Linked DNA regions of Mus musculus: regions 1, 2, 3 and 5 are each linked to region 4. Evidence: chromatin contacts called from public promoter capture Hi-C data. All regions are on one chromosome and are shown on one strand. The core of a region is the stretch at or near the end of the contact, and the rest is flanking DNA. Distances in the headings are between cores, read along the strand shown. Region 1 holds the start of A930029G22Rik (a long non-coding RNA gene). Region 2 holds the start of C030034I22Rik (RIKEN cDNA C030034I22 gene). Region 3 holds the start of Pja2 (praja ring finger ubiquitin ligase 2). Region 4 holds the start of Rab12 (RAB12, member RAS oncogene family). Region 5 holds the start of Epb41l3 (erythrocyte membrane protein band 4.1 like 3).

Evidence for each region. Promoter capture Hi-C pulls out the DNA fragments that hold promoters and counts their contacts.
Region 1: a promoter capture Hi-C map of liver shows a contact between it and region 4, with 4 times the contacts expected there. The contact joins the promoter of A930029G22Rik here to the promoter of Rab12 in region 4.
Region 2: a promoter capture Hi-C map of pre-B cells shows a contact between it and region 4, with 3 times the contacts expected there. The contact joins the promoter of C030034I22Rik here to the promoter of Rab12 in region 4. A contact is called at or near these places in 5 of 39 promoter capture datasets (the 3T3-L1 cell line, the C10 cell line, hippocampal neurons and 2 more), 1 of 484 Hi-C or Micro-C datasets (CD4 T cells), 4 of 115 datasets of contacts at active chromatin or transcription factors (the SCID.adh cell line, bone marrow-derived dendritic cells, large pre-B cells and 1 more) and 2 of 9 other capture datasets (adipose tissue and liver).
Region 3: a contact with region 4 is called in a promoter capture Hi-C map of pre-B cells, with 6 times the contacts expected there. The contact joins the promoter of Pja2 here to the promoter of Rab12 in region 4. A contact is called at or near these places in 1 of 39 promoter capture datasets (pre-B cells), 1 of 484 Hi-C or Micro-C datasets (CD4 T cells), 1 of 115 datasets of contacts at active chromatin or transcription factors (astrocytes) and 1 of 9 other capture datasets (liver).
Region 5: a contact with region 4 is called in a promoter capture Hi-C map of the 3T3-L1 cell line, with 4 times the contacts expected there. The contact joins the promoter of Epb41l3 here to the promoter of Rab12 in region 4. A contact is called at or near these places in 2 of 39 promoter capture datasets (the 3T3-L1 cell line and hippocampal neurons) and 1 of 115 datasets of contacts at active chromatin or transcription factors (astrocytes).

Annotation. Positions count from the first base shown.
Region 1 is chr17:69,438,820-69,441,715 of GRCm38.p6, forward strand. It overlaps A930029G22Rik (a long non-coding RNA gene), which reads right to left and starts at 1,421. Exons shown (of 2, transcript XR_003952217.1): 1 at 358-1,421. Akain1 (A kinase (PRKA) anchor inhibitor 1) reads left to right here and starts at 507. Exons shown (of 2, transcript NM_001145192.1): 1 at 507-722. The coding sequence starts at 707.
Region 2 is chr17:69,414,835-69,417,825 of GRCm38.p6, forward strand. It overlaps C030034I22Rik (RIKEN cDNA C030034I22 gene), which reads left to right and starts at 1,613. Exons shown (of 1, transcript NR_026848.1): 1 at 1,613-2,991.
Region 3 is chr17:64,330,466-64,333,165 of GRCm38.p6, forward strand. It overlaps Pja2 (praja ring finger ubiquitin ligase 2), which reads right to left and starts at 1,418. Exons shown (of 10, transcript NM_001025309.1): 1 at 1,331-1,418.
Region 4 is chr17:66,518,240-66,520,939 of GRCm38.p6, forward strand. Rab12 (RAB12, member RAS oncogene family) reads right to left here and starts at 1,431. Exons shown (of 6, transcript NM_024448.2): 1 at 1,109-1,431. The coding sequence starts at 1,331. It overlaps Gm41608 (a long non-coding RNA gene), which reads left to right. Exons shown (of 3, transcript XR_876914.3): 1 at 1-706.
Region 5 is chr17:69,157,949-69,160,890 of GRCm38.p6, forward strand. Epb41l3 (erythrocyte membrane protein band 4.1 like 3) reads left to right here and starts at 1,408. Exons shown (of 23, transcript NM_001355734.1): 1 at 1,408-2,093.

The DNA.
Region 1 (2,896 bases), core at 171-2,670, 2.9 Mb after region 4:
ACCTGCAAATGTGGGAGTTGACCCAGTGGTCACGGGGAACAGGACCCGCGAGCAGCGCCCTTGTCATGCATGCATTGCAAGGTCATCCTGTTTTTCTCTTTTAGCTCTCTTGCTGACATTGAGAGGCCTGGGGCAGCCAGAGAAGTCGTGAACAGCAAAGACGGGTTAACTTGGTGGTTCCTCCCTCTGTTCAGAGACAGCCACACTCCAAGAACTCAGCCTCTGGAGTAAAGTCTAGTGCGATGTGGGGAAAGGGACAAACTCATCTTAAATGTCAGCCCGGCATCCCTGGGGGTGAGTGACAGCAGGTAGTTAGAAGCAATTAGTTGTGCGCCTGCCGGGAAACCGGGCAATTACCTTTCTGTCTGGCTTCCCCTTCCGTCCTTCCTGCTTCGGTGGAAGCGGTAGAAGCGCCCTGCTCCTTCGGCGGTGAATCGCCAAGCTGGCGCGGGGACCGAGGAGGAGCTGAGCCGGGTTGCCTCTCCTCCTCCCGCCGGCGGAGCGGTGCATTGTGGAGGCAGCGCGCGCCCAGCGCTGAGCCGCGGCCCGGGACCGCGCGCAGGGAGCTGTCCGAGGTGCTGACCGTCCCGCCCGCACCCTGCGCGCCCGTCTGCTCCCGGCCCCGCGGTTCCCCGGTCCCCCGTCGGCTCCCGCCCTCTGTCTGTCCACCTCTAGAAACCCAAGGGTGTAGCGGCTGAAGGAAGTCATGGTGTTCGCTCCAGGTACTCTTTTATCTTCTTTTTCCGCAGACGTCCAGGCGGGGAGCGGGGCGGGAGGCGAACGCACCCGGAGGGAAGGCCTTTAAGACGACGGGGGTCCCTATGCGTGCTTTGGAGTTGCAGTGGCCCGGGGGGTGGAGACCGCCGGGTCGCCCCTCTCCCACACCCGCCTCATCTGCAACCCCAACCTTTCCGTCTCACAGTCCCGCCTGAATCCCGGCACCCGGAGTGAGCACCGACACCTTGGCAAGTGGCCCACTCGCCAGCATCGGACCTGCGCGGGTGTGCGGGCGGGGAGTGGGGAGAAGGATACAGGGCTTGGGGCTCCTTCTGTGGGAGTCTCTGTCGCCGCCTCTCCTCCCCTTCCTTAGAAGTGGCAAAGTGCCCTGCTTCCTTCCTCCGGGCCTCCAGAGGAGGTCGAAGGCAGGGGAGCGGGGCGAGGGGAAGAGGAGCGCTAGCCCTATGGATTTGGATCTGAAACTCTGTCGGGACTGCAGCAGGAGAGAGGCTACTGCGGCGCCGCGGGCGCTTGCAGCGTCTTCTGCTGGCAGGTGGCGAAGGACCTTCGTCCTTTTGCTGCGATTGGAGGCTACAAGTTGAAGAGTCAAATTTATCTGAGGTTGGCGGGTTTATCAGTCTCTCTCCTCTCTCTCTCTCTCTCTCCCTCTCCCCCCCCTCTCTCTCTCTCTTTCTCTCTCTCTCTCTCTCTCTCTCTCTCTGTGCACGCGCACGCGCGTTCAGGTGCTTCTGCTAGGGCCTCGACCTAGGTGTGTGTGTGTGTGTGTGTGTGTGTGTGTGTGTGTGTGTGGTGGGCTGAATGAAGCGTGGACCCGTTTATAGTTAACATTTCTACGTCCAAAGTTTCTCTCTCTCTCTCTCTCTCTCTGGTTTTTCTCTTTCATCTTTCTAACCTTCTTTTTCAGTTTGCCTGCCCTGACTCCCTCTCGCAGTTCCCCTTCTTGTTTTTGTTTGTTTTGGCTGTACTTCTTTTTAGGGGCAGTGTACAGCAGGTAGTAGGAAACACATAGCATCACTCTGTCAGCTTTGGGGGTCTTTAATTTGAGAAACAGGTTTGAAAATGTCCTGGGCAGGGGAACAGACATTGGAGAAGAAAAAGAAAGCATTTCTAAAAGGAAAGAATTGGGTCTGGTTTTTACATTTTTTCACTGAAAGAAGAGGAAGCTCTCCACCTGTCAATGACCAGTGACAGTCCCTGAGTCCCCGAGAGGTTAGCTAAGGAGACAGGATCCACAAGTGCACATGTGCCTTAGAGCAGTGGTTCTCAACCTGTGGGTCTCGATCCCTTGGGTTGAACGACACTTTCACAGAGGTTGCATATCAGATGGTATTTACATTACTATTCACAACAGCAGTAAAAATAAAGTTATAAAGTAGCAACAAAAATAATTTTATGGTTGGGAGTCACCACATAAGGAACGGCAACAAAGGGTTACAGCATTAGGAAGGTTGGAAACCCTTGCCTTAGACTAGGAATGTCGCTCTCCTTCCAAAACAGATAACTTAAGGGAAATGAGGTGGAGGTCCAGTCTGTGTCGGTCAGTCAGCGCAAGGTCAGAGAGTCAGAAAGCAGCAGGTCTCAGTCAGAACAGCTCTTGTCTCCCTCTGACTCAGTCGCCCTGTGGTGTGAGCAATGTTACCGCTTCCTGGGGGGCGGAGCTGAGGTTCTTTGGAGTTAGACTCCGCCTCTTTAAGTCCTCAGAGCCATTCCTCTGAGGAGACACACCCCAGCTACAGAGGTGCGAGGTGGAGCAGTGTCTAGTGCTATGTTGTGGGATGTTGTTATCTATTCAATTTTCCTACGAATGAAGGGGTGGAGGCAGTGTAATGAACTTAGACTCCTTCTGGAGGGGCAGGCGGTCTGGATTTAAGCAGCTCAGAATTTCAACAGATGTTGTTGCCATCTAACCTTCAAGTTTGTGTAGTTCCTGTTTATCGCAGTGGAGGAAAATAGTGATGATTCACATCTGCCAAAAATAAAAAATAAAAAAATAAAAAAATTAAAATTTCAGAAATTGACCTGGGTATGACAGGCACAGAAACCCGCGAAGTGAGTCACCCCTCCCCTAATTTTGAGTTTCTTGAAAATCATAAGCATTTGGGGGCTAAAGATACTGTCAGCGCACCATTGTGCTTACTCTCCTCATATGTGTGGTTAC
Region 2 (2,991 bases), core at 363-2,862, 2.9 Mb after region 4:
GGGTTCTATAAGAAAACAGGAAGAAGCAAGCAAGCATCACTCCTCCATGGCCAAAGGTCAAAATAAGATGTAAAAGATCCTTTTAACTCCTAGACCAGAACACTGATAGATACGCCTTCAAGAATGTATTGGGACAGTAATTTGTATTTTGCTTGAGGAAGCCATAGTTATCAGGAGAAAACGTACATGCAAGTCAGTATAGACATTCTTGTTAAGCTTACTTCATCTCAGTCATTATGTGCACAGGAGGGTGCAAGGATGCCTAGCACACCTCAGTAGTTTTACATACTTTGACCAAAGAGTGTGGACGTCGTGAGAGAGACCCAGGTAGCACTGCAGTTAGGCAGATCTGGGACTGGCTGCTCATGTGTGCTTGGCAGTGGCACCTATCACCCCAGCTCCCATTCTGATACCTATTTGCAGTTCCCTGAACACGAACATTTTAATTCCTCTGGACCTTTTCAACTGCTATCCTTTTGCCTATAGACCAATAATTCCCCCCCCTCACTTTATTCCTGCTGATCCGTTGGATAAACTGTCCTAGGACGCTACCCTGACTCCAACAGCTGGAATAGGCACACCTTTACACTTCCAACACTCTCCCAACTGAAGCAAAATTGCACTGAAGAGTTTCTCCCTCTTCTAGTCATGAACTCCAGGCAGCATTGCCTTTCCCATAGCTCCTCCCCCTGGTGCCTCTCAGTCTGTGCCATACACTTGTCCAACTACAGTTGGACATCAAATAACAATGTGGGCTTTGCCATGCTCTGGAGACTTTTGTATTTTCTTTCCAAGACTCACTACTGATTTGGAAAGCATAAAGGGAGTGTTCAACTTTATAGACTATGAGGAGGGGCAGGTGATAGAATCCAAGTTCAGTAAGGCAAACATTTAAAGAGTCTTTGAGAAACCATGAGGGCAGGCTCAAAGAACTAGAGAGAAATCTAATGCTCTGATTTAATCTTATATTGTACAATAGATCTCTAAGTGTGGCCTCAACTATTGCTGGAAAAATACAAATACAAGTATCTTTCCAATCAGCCTGCTGAGAGAGGTTTCAGTTCTCTTTCTATTGAATAAGCATTATGCTTGGATGCTATATGTGTAACTGGACATCTGCTGAGGTGACTCGCCCAAAGGCTAAGTTGATGGAATCCATTATATACATACTCTCAATGGAACTAGTTTTTCAGTAAAAGAACTTGACACCACTAGCTACACGGAGGCCATCCTAAATGCACCAGGCAATTTCAGTACCCACAAATTTGCTCCCTATTCAAAGTAAAAAGCAAACATCCAATCTCTCTACTGGGGGTAGATTTAGCCTGGAGCCAAGTATTCACTGAGGTAGACAATGTTCCAGAAAGCTGGGAGACAGAAGTGATAGTTTCATGATAAAATTTTATTGAGATGGCTTCCAGGCCAAGGGGGAATCCATTCTTGGTTTGTAAAAGTGTTGAGAAACTGACTTAGCCCTCAGAAGAATGCACATGAATTGCAGAGAAACACAGGAAGTGGTGCAAAGATAAAGGCCTTCAACAAGAGCTGCAATTTTCTTGGAGTATACAAAGAATGAGTTTAAACAAACTTTTTTTTTTTAACTTTTTTTCCTCTTTTCTTTTTTTCTTAAAGATCTTTATAAGCAGAGAAAAACTGCCAGAAAACAGTGAAAGGAGCACAAAATCAGAATAGGGTTGGGGGGACTGCAAAAGCCAATGGTGGTGCTAGCAAGAAGCAATTAGTTTTAGTTTAAGGGAACAAGGCAAGTGGACACAGCTCAGATGGGGTGCTCCACTCATTAGCTCTTTTTTTTTTTTCCTTTTCTCATGAAACGTTATATTCACAATTTTCAGCAGGAAACACCCAACTCGCCCAAGCTGTGTTTCCTGTGTTTTCTAAACGGTATAATACGTTATTACAAAAGAAACAATCCAAACAGCCCTGTGGAGGGGTGAGAAGTAAAGAATAGTTTTATACTTAACCAGACACCAGATTATGAGGTCAAGTCATACAGCATCGTGAGAGATACAAGGAAAAACTGAAAGTGAACGCTTTCTGCCTGAACTTCTCGATCCAAAAAACAACCTTTGAGAAGAGGATGAACCAGAATGTGTAAAACTAAGTAATTCCGGGAGGAAACCCTAAGATGACCTGAGATATTCAGTCCAAGAGGGTGGGTGACACCATTTCAAAGCCAGTCTAAGAAAGGGTGGTTGAGATGCCTCTGGCAAACCCTTTCAACTTCTGAAGGTCCCAGCGCCAAGCGACAAGGGCCCTGGGCAGAGCCAAGGGAGAGCTTGACACAGACGGCCGCGGTCACAGGGCTGGAGAGTTAGGCCCCGGGTCGTGTGGTCTGGCGGATTCTATCCATTTCCGCCCAGGACGGTAAGAAACCCCAGAGACCGAGCCGTGGCGGAGCAGTTGGTCCCCGGTGCAGGAATTCGCTGTCCTCCCAGCACAGTGCACGGCTGGGAACCCGATCAGCCCGCGTGTCAGCTTGGGGCGGAGCCAAGCCTGGTCACCACCGGAAGTGCGTCACTAGAGCGGGCCGGGAGCGCAGGCCGAACCCGGAAGCAGGCCTGGCGTAGGCTGGAGCTTGGGGGAGGCGCCGGGTCTCTGAGATTTAGTGACCGAACTGCCCGCGCGGAGAGGACTGGCGGCGGAGAACTGCAGCAAGAGCAGGAAACCCACGGGACCGCGGACGTGCGCGAGGCTCGAGGCCGTGCTGCACCGAGGGGCTCGACTCGTGGCGCCGAGCGGTCACTTCCGGCCTGCGGGGGGTACTTTTTAAAGGGATAGCGGGTATTTCCGAAGCCACGGGGGCATCGCCACGCCGCGGTGTCGCCGCTGGGGCCGGGGCTTCTGTGGGTTCTAATGATTCTGCCGTACGTGCTTTGCCCTAATTGTCAACTGTTTTGTCAAGTCCGCGTTGGCTCCAAGAGAGACCTTCCCTGACGTTTTCAGTGCCCGCGGAGTGGACAGCCCCGGCGG
Region 3 (2,700 bases), core at 168-2,667, 2.2 Mb before region 4:
TGAGTTAGTTACCTTTAGTATAAAGCATAACTTTCAACTGCAAGCACTGAAACGGCTTTCAGTAGGAATACTTAATTAAAGTCCATCAAATTAAAGAAATAGGATGTACCCTTAGATAGAAAAAGTATTAGGGAGGCCTACATAAAACGGGAGTCTATGTCCAAGATATATAATTAGAAGAAGCAAGCTTTACACAAATGTGCTCAGCATAGCCCTCACCCCCATCCCTGAAGGAGACAACTCTGCATGTGTGTGTATCTTTCAAGATGCGTTTGTGAAAGCACTTGGAAAGATGACCACCAAACCGAAATACTGGTGGGGCACTGAAGGATGAAAATAGTCACATATTAGTATTTATTTAATACTTCTCTCTTTATACTGCTGAATTTTACACGGAGGGTGCATGTCTGTAATAGAAGAATAAAATTATTTCATATAAAAAGACATGAAATCCAGAAGACAATCACAAACATGTTACGTTTATTTCTGTTATTTTTTTACGTTCCTGTATACACTCATCAAATGACCTGTTAAGTCTTCAGCAATGACTGCCATCTTAAAAGAAATAATAGCAAATATTTCGTGATAAAAATAGAGTAAGGCCTCTTTAAAAAAAAAAAAAAGAATCGTATACTTGACAGAATGAGGATCGTCAAAGCAGTTGTCTATGTAGACATACAATTTTTTTTTTTGTTTTATTTTATTCAACTTGGTCTGGGCAGCTTTCAACTCACCATTTTTAATGTGCGCAAAAAATGATAAACCTGGAGGCATCTTGGGGTGGGGGTGGAGGTGCGGGTGGGGGCGGGGAGGGGAGCCCTGAAGGTGCCTCTGACAGGCGTGCTGGGGCCTAACGCTGACCAAGAAGACGGTAGGCCACTGGCACTGCCTGACAGGGTGCCTGGGCCTCGGTGACAATCGGGGAGGACGCAAATCCGGGAGGCAGGGATGGAAGGCGTGCCGTGCCGGGCCGGGCAGGGGCCCCGCAGGCCTAGTGCGCCACGGTCCTCCGCGGCGGGCCTGAGGGTGGGCGGCACTGGCGGGCCGCGAGGGGCAAGGCGCCGGGTCCTTGACCAGGGCACCAAGGACAGCAGACAGCCGGCGGGAGCGAGCGGGCGGCGGGCGCGGCGGCTCGGGCTAGAGCGCGGCCCCGGGCGGGATGGCCGGAGGCCTCTCAGTCGCCAACCCCACCCACCATGGCCGGCCACGGCTCGGTCCGTTCCTCGGAGACCCCCGAAGCCGAGGCGCCTGGGCAGCGGCTCCCTCACCCAGATCCGCTCTGACAGAATCAGCCAGAATGGAGAGAGAAAAAAATAAAAATTGCCCTCACCGAGATGTGCAGCGGCTCCAGAGCGAGAACAGCGCTCGATCCTCCACCCGCCACCACCGCCTTCTTCTCCGCCTCCGACTCCTCCCCCGCCGAACGCGCAGCGGCTGCAGCGGCGGCGGCGGCGGCGGCGGCGGAAGCAGAGGTGGTGACGGCGGCGGCGGCGGCGGCGCGTCCCGCCCCTTGCGCTGCGAAGGAGGCGGAGGAAGGGAGCGCTTTAGCCCCGCCCCCTGAGGGCGCAGCCAATAGACTTCACGGCCCTCTGCAGGGGGAAAAGCACGCATCCAATCGCAGTCCTAGAAGTAGGCCTACGTCATGGTTGGACGTGGCAGAAAAAGGGAAAATAACTGGGGCTGTCTCTCTGCCTGGCGCCTGCAAGCTCTCTCCCAGGCCCTTCGCGGATTGGCCGAGGAGAGTGGAGACGCGCTTGGCTCCGCCCCCTCTCTGGCCCTGCGCCCGCCCCTGCAGCACTGCGACGTTTGGGCGGGGGCGGGGCGCCGAGGCCCGATCCACTGTCAGGCCTTTTGTGGTTTGGCTGGGAGAAAAGGGCGGGGTCTCCCGAAGGGAAGGGGGTGTGGAGAGCTGAGCGCAGGACTGGCGCAGTTACACTTCTCCCTCCATTCCCGCATGCCCCCCAGCAAAATGGAGGTGCAGAATTCGGTTCCCAAGGCTGTGAGAAGTTACCCAGTATTTGCAATTTGAAGTACAAGAAAAGAAAATCCGAAACCAGTTGCAATTCTGATAGCAGCGAGGGAAAGAAACGTACGAAGAGCTTGTTTGCTGTGGTTCTCTGTGGTGCGTGGTACCCGCCCACCACTGGTCAGACCCTCGCCCTGCTCTCTGATTCTGTTTGTATAAAGCAGCTATAGGTGAGATGTAGATTTGGCCTGACCAGAGTTTAGCAGCTGACAGCTAAGTTATATCGGGTGTCAGGCTCGGAGTTATCAGCTCTCGTCTCATGCAACCAAAATAAATACAACAGCTGGAGTCCCTGGACACCTTGCTTAATTTAAACCCAGTCACAGTTTAAGTTCGTTATGTCAGTGATGCACATGTCCCCTTTTCTCATCCTGAAGCCTGCCTGCTTCTCTGATTACAGCCTAGCTCTCTTCTCTTAACTCCCCGCCCCCACCCCCAGCTTCATCACCCAGAGCTCAAAAGCCCAGGATATATTTATCACGTGGCCTCCCTACCCACACAGATTAAGAGCCCCACTTCTTGTGATGTCCTTTAGCTGTAAAATCTGCCAGTGAACTGAAACTACTTTTTCTACCATCGATGTAAAGAAATGATTCGACATTTCCCATAAAAACACGAGAAATTGCTAGACATTTTGTGAAACCAAGTTTAATTCCCAGAATACCCCAGTAGCA
Region 4 (2,700 bases), core at 181-2,680:
GAACCATCAATGGTTACAACGGAAAATATGTGCACCAGTGTTTAGCTTTTCAAACCTCCAAGCTGAGATTTTGTTTGTTTTGAGACAGGGTCTCTCTGCATAGCCCTGGCTGTCCTGGAACTCACTGTGTAGACAGACCAGGCTGGCCTCGAAATCAGAGATCCACCTTCCTCTCCTTGGGGCTAGGATTCAGGGAGAACGCTAGATTTTTTGTCACTCTGTCCAGTCCCTCCTGCTCACCCCCTTTTTCTATAAGCCACCCCAAATGAGAGTTTTCCAGGTAGCTTTTCCATGGTCACAACTGTTTCCCATAACCCCAACAAACCTCTATGTCAAGCCCTGTCAATCCAGTGTCACTAAAAACATTCCCTTGCAGTTTCAAACCCAGATCCCGAGGAAGGTAACAGGAGCGTTACCTATGGATTTCCCGGTAATTCACCGACCTCGGGTGGGTGCCGGGAAATCGCCCTTACTTTGCCCGCCTATCCACCCGGTTATTTGAGGTCAAGGATAAACACAGCTGAAATCCCTTTGCCCTACATTTGTGCACAGAACAAGAAAGAAACCCGAGTGTAGCTTTAGCGCGAACTGTCTCTGCAACAAACTTCTTTTCTGTAAACCACGAAAATAGACAGAAAATGAGAAAGCAAACCTTGGTCCATCCCTCCAGCCTGCAAAGCTGCGAGGTCCGGACCCATTTAAGATGGTGAGTAACCCCGGGGCACTGCACTGGTGGGTGGCCTTCAGCTCTACTTTCGGTTCACAAAGCCGTTTTCCTGGGTGAGCAGGAGTAACGGACCGGGAGTTTCCGCGGATGCATCACCCGGACCTCATGACTGGTGAAGGCTCCGGGAGGGAATGTTTGGGCTTCGGGGGTCCGACACCCGCGGAAAGGCCACGGAAAAGCTCGGTCTGGCCACAAGAGAGGGTCGGGCTTCCACGGAGACCTGGGCTGTGCGCGGCTCGGATGCCAGATGTGCCCACGGCGGGTATGCCCGGGCATCCGTAGGATGATTCGTTGAGGCCCTGGGAGAGGGTCAGAGCTTCCATGGGGACAGGGACCGGGCCCCGACCTCCCCCAGGCCCACCCGCCACAGGCCCGGCGTACCCACGGTGGACTTGCAGGCCTCGCAGAACGTGTCGTCGGTGAAGCGCTCCATCAGGCTGGTCTTGCCCACGCCGCGGGAGCCGATGATGATGACCTGCAGCTTGAAGTCGGCCGGCCTGGGGGGCTGCTTCCTCCGGCGGGCCTGGCCGCCCGACAGCGCCGGGGAGACCGCGCCCAGGCTGCCGCCCGCGGGCCGCCGGTGCAGCGCGGCGCTGGGATCCATGCACGCATACGGCTCGCGCTCGGGCCGCCGTCCGCGCGCCCCGGGCCCCCGCGCACCCTCCACCCGCTCCGCGCTACCGCCGCCGCCGCCGCCGCCGGGAGTAGAGGAAGGGAAGCAGCTTCTCCGCAGCAGCGGTAGCAGCATCCCGGACCGGGAGGGGCAGGAAGCGCAGGCGCGGCGCCACGCGGGACTGGAGCCCGCCCCCTGTCGGTCGGAGGACCGAGCCGTGCGCTCCGCTCCGTGGGGTGTATGTTATGTGTGGGTCGCTCTCCGTCACCCCTGTTCCCTCGGCCCTCCCCACTCGGCGCACTTTCACTCGTGGTTTATCCTCATCGTGCACCGTTCCCAAGAACCACACACTTCTTTTTAGCAGCCCGTCCCAAACGTGTCTCAAAGTGCATATAGCCTGTGATCATCTTCCAGAATTTAGGGTGTTTGGGTGCTGGGGGTCTCGGTCTGGCCCACGCGGGGTTAGGGTGTGAACGCCACTTTGGAGGAAGCCCACGTACCCTGGCAGGGCCGCACCTCTGCGTGCACTTTTCCTGTGGGGCCCCGAGGAATCAGCTATCTTAAATGGATCTTAAAAGTCTTCCTCAGACTTACAGTTCGTAAAATTCAGTGAGTGACATGCACCTTAGGGGAAGCCAGCAGGTAAAAACTCAGATGACAAGCGACCTAAACTCCGAAGGTTTAGGTACTGACTTGGGTGTGTTATTTTGCCATTTCTACTTGAAAGTATTTACGGCTACAGAAGCTTGCCAGGGATTTATTTAGCAAATTCCTTTGCGTGAACTTGAGCACCTCGGAACACAGGGTTCTAAACATGATAGGAGCTGGCATGCTTGCGAAGAATGATCACATTACTCACCAAATTTCAGCCGTATTTAGAGCTAAGTTTACTAATACATAGCGCATGCGTTTGTTTTGCCATGGATGCACAGTTGAAGAAATCACATTATTTTGCAAAAGTAATCCCAATTGGATTTTTAAAAATGTTATAGCCTATTCTAAATTATCGTTCTTTTTTTCTTGGCGGTACTGGGGATGGAACCTAGAGGCTCACATGGGAATGAATGAAAAGACTCTTTTCATCTATCACTGTTGCAAAAACGTCAATACAAAAGAACAACAAAACAATAAGCCATACACCCTGTTGCAGACTCCAAAGGATGATATAAATGCAAGGTATTCAACTGTTCCTAGTAGGCAGGTGACTCTGCATAACTTGTAAGGTTAAAGACCCTGGCATCCAAAATAGTATCTCTTCCCCCATAGGCAGGTCTATAATGTACCAGAATAGTGGATGTCTTAAATGGGGGAGTTTGGAAAGAAATCCACAGGACTCGGGTTCCATGCTTGTTTGCGTCTT
Region 5 (2,942 bases), core at 158-2,657, 2.6 Mb after region 4:
TGCTTCCATTACGTGTTTAAGTTGGCGTTTCAGCTTTTTTACATTACTTTATGGAATTGCTTTTGCAGACATCCTTGGCTGGGGTTTTCAGGGGCCCGTTTGGGGATCTGTGGGGCGGTCGGATGTTCTGGGGGTTACTCTTGGTAGCATAACTTAACCAAGTAAAGGACTCATCAAATCCGGCGATCAAAAGAAATTTCTTTTTTGCGCCTTACACTGCCTTTTAAAGCCCCCATGAATCAAAAATGATGGAACTCCACGTATATCCGGAGGCCATGAATGCAGCACCGTTAGAGTTAAGTGGGGCTTTGAAGGAGTGAACCTGCGGAGGAGGAGGAGGAGGAGGAGGAGGAGGAGGAGGAGGAGGAGGAGGAGGAGGAGGAGGAGGAGGAGGAGGAGGAGGGATTTGATGATCCTTATTGACTCTGCTCAGTGCTTTTACCGCTGTCTTTGAATTGCATGGTCATTGTGGCATCAACTTTTTAAACCTTTGTTTGGAGTAACAAAGTTATCGTGAGAGGAAATAATTTCCAAATTGAAGAAGCATGCCTCTCCTTTGTTAGTTTCCAAAACCCCGATGGAATAAGCTGAAGGCTGTGAGTATTGAATTATTTACACTATGATTATTCCAATGGTCTAGAAAAAAAGCTAGATAATTAGAAGCACAAGCCACTGCATGAACTGATCTCGCGCACAGCAAGTTCTTGCAAAAACAGAGCATGTGTTTCGAGAGGTTTGATCGGAAACCAGAAGAGTGGCCTCTGTCGCTTGTAAACACCTTTAGGCCGAGGATTGTAGAGCTAGGGGGCAAAGGCCATTGTCCCAATGACATACTTACATCTAATTTTTTAGAGAATTTCCTTAGGCATAAATATGGTTTAGAGAGTGCGTTCGCCAATCCCCGTTGGGTCCTTGGACCAAGGCCAACTTTGATTTCTGTGGAAATACAAGATTCAGGTTTACTTCTCTGACTGGATCTGGGGTGTGTGTGTGTGTTGCTTTTTTAAAAATCCAAAGGCAGGGTTGGAAGAGATGACTCAGTGCTTAAGAGCATTGACTGCTCTTTAGAAGACTCTGGTTTGATTCCCAGCACTCACATGGCAGTTCACAACCATCCATTCCTCCAGTTCCAGAGGACCCAACATCTTCACTGAGACACGCATGCAGGCAAAACAACAATGCACATAAAGTAATCACAAATAAATGATAAGGTTTCTAAGTCCAATGGCCAAGCCACTAAGGGTGCACTGAGGTAGGAGTGAGGTGACAACCTGTGACCTCAGAGAGCTGTTGATGCTGTCCTTTCAGGCTAGTGTGGAGGGATTGGCTCATCAGTGCTTTCTTCGCTTGTAGGATGCACAGCCATCTTTTTTTTTTTTTTTTTTTTTTTTTGGATTGGATATTTTCTTTATTTACATTTCAAATGGTTGCCCCTTTCCAGGTCTCCCCTTAGGGAGCCCCCTATCCCCTACCTTGGACCCCTGCCTCTATGAGGGTGCTCCCCCACCTACCCACTCACTCCTGTCCTCCCACCCTGGCATTCCCATACACTGAGGGGAATTCTACAATGGATAGGTGGGAATCGGCGATTTCCATGGCAGTGAAAGTTGACTCCAAGAGTAGCCTGGGAAATCTTTCCTTTCGGGTGAGAATTCAAGTATAGCGAAGAGAATTTTCTTAAGTAGAGTACTCTGGTTGTCCTTCATAATTCTGTCCTCACAGTCTTTTCTGAATTCCACTCCCCTCTGAGTGTGAGCTTTATGATGGAGTATAAACTCCCCACTGAGAGCCACGAATCAAGTTCACCTTCAGCACCCCGTCCTTTCAGAAGGCTCACCACTAGTTGCTCATTTGATGGGAATTCATCAGACACTCAGGGCCCTTTGAAGGGCTCCACTGCTATTGCATTTGTCCTGGCTATAAAGGATTATGTCCCCAGAAACAGGGCCCGGACAGTGACATCATTGCTGGGCTGGGGCTATGACATCACTATGGCTCAGAGGAAAACAGGGTGGGGCAGGCAGAAGCATTGGAGTCCCATCGAAGCCTGCAGAAGCCTTTCATGAGGCTTTCACCGTGAACAGCACAACAAGGTATCGTATGGATGTGAAGTGGTAAAAATCTTCGAATATTTCTGTCCCATAAGAAAATACTGTGGGGTTCAGCAAGTCAGGCTTTTAAATTTATTAAGCCTGTAGTTGATCCTGTTTGCACTATTGTACTATTGCAATATCATGCGTAAATTTTTTTCATTTTTAGGTTATTAGTGCCATCTTTAAAATATCTCGTATCTTTTATACTTTCTGAGTTGGCAATGCTGTTTTGTGGTTTGACGCAATGTGCTTGCTGTTCACAACTGGGGAAAAATAGAAAAGCTAGAGGTGTCACAGGTGTAGGAGCTATCTGCCATGATCTGTGGGTAATTAGTTTCCATTCTAACTTTGCTTTATTTGCTGATATTATTTTGTAATTTGACATTTTAATCCTTGGAGAATTCTAGTGTGGAGACATGTCTGGTCCAAATTAGCATCTAACAGGGGGTCAGAGGACGCTCAGGTCCCGAGTGCTCCTATACTCTACGTACCTCATAGCCTATAAAGTATATTAGCTGCTTTTTATGAACTTAGTGTGATCTCATCAGGGCAGAGGGAAGAGCCACGCATCAGTCTCGGGTGTCTTCTGTCTGGGTCTTTGCAAAGATGACTGCCATGATTTCACCTTGATGAGGTAGCACTGTAGGAAGTCGGGGTGGTTCCTACTCAAAGGTTCGGCTATTCCAGGACACGTTCCTGAAGCAGAGAGAAGAAAAGGACTTGAGAACAGTGGAGGTAGAGAAGTCTAAATTAGGTGCTAGGCCTGCAGATCACTGGTGAAATGTCTTCGGTACTGTGGTTTTAGACCTTGCGATGATTGGTTAAATTGCACACTGCAGGACTGGAAGC